Linked DNA regions of Zea mays: region 2 is linked to region 1. The links are chromatin contacts, called in public Hi-C maps. All regions are on one chromosome and are shown on one strand. Each heading gives the region's core, a stretch centred on a gene start, on an enhancer-like site or on the middle of the called end of the contact. The rest is flanking DNA. Distances are from core to core; before and after follow the strand shown. Region 1 has its middle 240 kb from the start of TRNAK-CUU. Region 2 holds the start of LOC103633920 (auxin transport protein BIG).

What was found. A called contact is a pair of places that touch in the nucleus more often than the background predicts.
Region 2: a contact with region 1 is called in a Hi-C map of leaf, with 5 times the contacts expected there. The contact joins the promoter of LOC103633920 here to the enhancer-like site in region 1. A contact is called at or near these places in 8 of 25 Hi-C or Micro-C datasets (ear, leaf and tassel).

Annotation. Positions count from the first base shown.
Region 1 is chr7:74,061,135-74,063,834 of Zm-B73-REFERENCE-NAM-5.0, reverse strand. No RefSeq gene overlaps it. Among protein-coding and RNA genes, the nearest start is that of TRNAK-CUU, 240 kb to the left of the region's middle. Within about 2 kb of position 1,349, at least 17 of the 20 cell types and tissues checked have an H3K27ac peak or open chromatin away from gene starts, as enhancers often do. A contact at or near this core is called in ear, leaf and tassel, where this site is marked.
Region 2 is chr7:74,442,159-74,444,858 of Zm-B73-REFERENCE-NAM-5.0, reverse strand. It overlaps LOC103633920 (auxin transport protein BIG), which reads right to left and starts at 1,360. Exons shown (of 14, transcript XM_020540740.3): 1 at 1,009-1,360. The coding sequence starts at 1,222.

The DNA of each region.
Region 1 (2,700 bases), core at 100-2,599:
AGAGCTTAGGCGCCAACAGTGCCAAATGAGATTGTCATTGAAGCCATGATCAAAGGAATTCTTCCAGGTCCAACAACACAATATTTTGCCAGAAAGCCTCCCCAAACCTTGGAGAAGCTTCTCCAAAAGATGGATGAATAAATTAGAGCTGACAATGATTTCTGACAAAGAAGGGAGGAAGACTACAGATATTCTGAGATGACCAGGGGCTTCGGAGGAAGGTTTCATCCAAGGCATGTCAGGACAATACACAATCCCAGTCAAAGTGAGGACAGGAACAATCATAATCAAGGGCACCAGCACAGTTCCCAGTCAACAGAGACTCAACAAAACTCCTTCAGACTGCCAGCACCAAGAGGTAGAGGAGGGCATAGCTTCGGAGGGAGATTCAACTCTCAACCAAGAAGACTATTTTGCTTATTCTGTGGAGAGGATAATGGGCACACAACAAGAACCTGCCAAGTTACAATACAAAAATAGAAGGAGATAGCTGAGGTCGAAGCACGACAGAACCAACCAAAGCAAGTTCTACATACTGCTTCGTGTTACTCCCCATACATCCTAGCGTATGTGGGTAACCAGCAGCCATCCTCACAACCTACAATCTTGGTAGCTTCTACAAGTCACTCTCCAGCTACGTGGGCCTTACCGCAACCACCGCTGGTGGCTCCAACTTCATCCCATAATTAGCAGCTTTAGGGGCAGTGCCAAGTATAGCAGCAGCTTGGCGCAAGAGAGGAGTCAGTTAGACTTTAAAATGCACCCCTTTTCTAAAGTAATTGGTCATAATAAAATAATGTTAGCTAAATCATATCCTGATAAAAATTAAACCTTTGAAAATGTTTTCTACCAAAACAAAGGAATCATAATTTAAAATTTGAATTTAAATGGTAAATGGGAATATAAAACAAAAAAAAGAGAAATAAAAAGGGGAGGAATTCTAATTAAGACCACTACCCTCTCCATTACTAAATAAAAGGACGAAAGATAAATAATAATATTAAAAATAGTAAGATTTATATTCATATTAGAATAATGTTGAGATTGGGAATCTAAAATTCAAAACAGGAATTTGAATTTGGGTTGAAAACTTCAAATTGGAAATTGAAAAGAAAATAAAAGGAAAAAATGGGCAAACCTGCACCTGGGCTGACTTCATTCTTTTCGGCCCACCCATATTCCCACTCTGCACGGCCGCTTGGGCTGAAAACCTTCCCCGCTGGCCCACTTCTACTCTCCCGCGCGCGCCTTCACTGGCAGGCCGGGCCCACGTCACAGCTTCTTAGCCGCACACCCGCACTTCGCCGTGTGACCGGCGCATGGGGCCTACGAATCAGCCCTCATCCGTTCACGGGAGCAGCTTCGGGCGTCCCTCTGCCTGGCGGGACCCACACCGTCAGTCGCTCAACACCCACCCGCTTGAAGATGAGTCACAGACATCATGGACCTGGGACGTCAGATTCTTCTCTGTTCGCTGCACGCGCGTATGGCGCGGACTCTGCCGCACAAATCGCGGAGATATCGCCGATTCAGTTATCAAGAATCACGTTGTACCCCTCTAGATCCTCGGGTCCCTAGTATATATAAGCATACCTTGTGGTTTTCCATTGAACCACTCAACCCGTGCCTGACTGTCGCGAACCGGGGGTGAAGAACCAAGCCGTTGTGGAGATTGCGTGGATTATCCGTCGTCTGGGTCTCTGCACTGGGTCGGGGAGCTTAGAATTGTTCCCAAGGTGGTGGTAATCGTCACAGCGAGAGTAATCTTCAGCCGAGGAACTCGGAATTCCTGATAGGAGTTCCCCGAGGCCGCGGAGTTACCCCTCGTCGTGATCAGTGCTCTCTGCGCCTCCAACCGCTGATGAGTATCTACTTTACTTGTTTGACATCATTCCTTCGTCGCGTTGCATCGTTTAGGATTAGCTTAGGGTAGTGGGTCGCTGATTCCGGGGGGGGGGGGGGGTTCGTCGGAGTTCTTCGTCGCGGGCTGTGGGCAGCGCCACCGCGTGCTGGTGCTGAGAGGAAGAGACCGTAGCACAGACGGTTGCGATTGAAACCCGGGATAACCCTTCATGATTTAATCCAGATCGTGGATCTGTTGATGTACGGCTCGGGTCAGTTAAAACCGAGCACCAAAGACCAGCAGAATTGCTACAACCTCTCAAGGTACCGGAATAGAAATAGGAAGAAATCAATATGGATTTCATAGTTGGACTACCCCATACGCGAGATGGCTATGATTCAATGTGGGTTATAGTGGACAGGTTGACTAAAGTGGCACACTTTATACCTGTGAAGACAACTTACTTAGGAACCCAGTTAGCAGAGTTATACATGTAAAGGATTGTTTGTCTGCATGGAGTACCAAAGAATATCGTATCAGATCGAGGAACCCAATTTACCTCACGCTTTTGGAAAAGACTACATGAGTCCATGGATACCAAGCTAAACTTTAGTTCACCTTATCATCCTCAAACAGATGGGCAAACTGAAAGAGCAAACTAAGTGTTGGAAGATGTTGGTCACTTGTCCTCAAATGCTATGAGTTAAGAACAAGGCAACACAAATGTTAATGGTTAAAGACATTCGTCCTTCGAAGCATTATCTCCCTTAGGATATAATGATCTTCAGGCGAAGGTCATGAAGGACAAACCTTCATCATCTCCATATATAATATTAGAGAGCAAAAATATATGGGAC
Region 2 (2,700 bases), core at 111-2,610, 380 kb before region 1:
ATGCAGTTTAGGCATATAACCAATTCAAAATTAGGTAAAGATAAATAATGATTCGCCAACCACAGGGAGAAGTATAGTGAACCTGATCCATGCATGAGTGCATGCATTTGAAGTGCAAATTTGCATATGAAGTTCTCAACTGACTAAATGTAGTTCTAATGGGTCTCTTTGTAGTATCAAAAGATTCATGAAAATGTATAGAGAAAAAGCAAGCATTCATGACTTCATAGTGCCCAATGGTTCCCAAGAACAAGCAAAACTATAAATCTCACATCACAAAACATAAAGACTCAAGCAGAATGCATAAGTGGACCACGCCTTAAAAGAGTGAAACAGGAACGATATTCAGGATTTCTGAAAAATGGGAGACTGCTACTTAATACTCCCTCTGTCTCAATTTAGTAGTCGTTGTAGCACTTGTTTTTTAAGTCTATATTCAAATTGATGATGATGAATCTAGGCATATATATATACAAAATACATACATTAATTATTGTATGAATGCATTAAAAGGCAAAAACGAATTTTAATTTGGGGCGAAGGGAGTATTAAGTAAAGAAAACCTTGAGCTATGTGTGAAACATCTTTGAACTTTAAACAATGCTATATAGACCAAACAAGAGAGTGTGGATTATAGACTAACATCATATCAAAAACAAAAGAGAAATGAAGCAACTAAAACATCATATCAAAATCCAAAAAAGGACAGAGCAACTAAAGCATGAGTATATCTATGTCTTCCTAGAAGAAAGAAGAATTAATATGAAGCTATCAGCAATCAAACAGATGGCGATAGTTATCTTGCTGTCTATTTTCTAACTAGCATAAGCAATTTACGATCACGCAATAAAAGATAAATCAGTAGCAGCGCGTCTAGCACTCAGCTTATATACAGATAAAAATCCAAAACTAGCGATCGTAACAGCAAAGCCACAACCCATGGCCCAGGGAATCCATCCAGGAGGGAGAAGCGGGAAGGACTTGGTGGGCGGGATCGGGAGAGCACACCTGAGGCAGGGAGGACGGGAAACACGACGGCTCGGGCGGCAGCGAGAACGGTGCGTGCGGCGCCTGGGTCAGCCGACTGGCCGGCGGCGAGGGCCCCCGCTAGGGCCTCGAGCCCCGGGCGCGCCGCGGGCGACCGGAGGCGGCGTACCGGCGGCTCCGTCTCCCCGGAGGCAACTAGAAGGTCCAGCATCGCCGAGATCTCCGCCGCCGCCATGGTGAGGGATCTACTATCGGCGGCGGCCCCTGAAGAGAGAGGAGCAGGCGTCGGATCGATCGCCTTGTGATAGAAAGGGTTTTGTGTGAGAGAAATAAGAGAAGGAAAGGAGAAAGGAGAGAGATGTGCAGGACGGGAGCACCAGAGGAAGGCGATGGTGCGAGTTGCTTCTATTTATGTATTTAGTTATCACATTGCTTTTTTGTTTTTTTTATCACAGTGCTTTACGAATTTGTACTTCCTTCGCGAGCAAGTATAGATTTTTTATACAACCATCAATACTATTATCTAAAATAGACTCGGGATGGAGGCCGGCCGAGGTGCGGACTTACGGCGAGCAACAAGACCGCGGCCGTCGACCAAGGAGGCGAGATGCCAAGGCGAGGGAGGTCAGGATGGAGGCGGGGTCGGGGCGAGCAGCGAGGCCACAAAGCGAGGGAAACATGCATGGAAGAGAGGCAGAGCATGCGCAAAAGAGGCGGTGATTATTTAAGCTTAAGTACACGAGTCGCGCATTTAAGTCAGCGACACACTTAAATCAAAATAACATGTCAATTCTTCGGATATAGTCTTATAAAACAACTTACCAAGGATCAAGTACCATTAGATCATACAATGGTGAGACTCAGAGAATGAAATAAATATGAAACCACAAATAAAAACAACACAAATCGGAGTTTGATAAAAGATAACAATGTTCTTAATATTGCAGCGGGTGATAAATAACGTCGATAACGAGGAATAGGGAAGGCCTGACCCACTACTTCCCTTGGTCCTCTTCTGCCGAGGCGGTATCCACTCGACCGTCCAACCCAGTAGCAGGGTGGCTGGCCAAGTCACATCATCAACCATGTCTTGAAGTGAACTTATAAAAATGATGCCACAAGCAAGGCTGAGTATACTAATACTCGGCTAGACTTACCCGGTGTGATGAGTCTACTCCTCTACCTCTAGACCATGAAGTTGTTTGGCTAAGGGGGTTTGGTTTGTCAAAAGCACTAGCTGAATCTAAAACAAGTTTTAGCTTTTCAAGTTTTATAGTACTTTTTCAAACTAGGTTTGTTCCTTTCTAAGCATACATGGTAATAGTCATTTAATGCAATCAACGTATTATCTCAAGAAACCTCATTTCACTTCTTACTCGATGCAGTACAATGGGTCAAGCAGTCTCATTAGCTGTGAGAAGCAGACGATTCGAATCGAGTTTTAACCTTGCAAGGTAAACCTAAACACGCGACATGTAAGGGCATTCCGTCCCTACACAAGTCAGTTGTCCCCATCGATTCCCCGACAACAGATCAGGACTCACGGCCTTGGCATACAATGCTCCATTTACCCCGGCCGCCGTCGTGCAATGGCCGCACTTGTACCCAATATAGCTAGCATGGGAGACCCTGTCTCAGGACCAATGAGGGATAAAGTCTGTGGGCAGGGTCAATCAGGTACTAGGCTTATTGATTACTATATTTCCCGACATG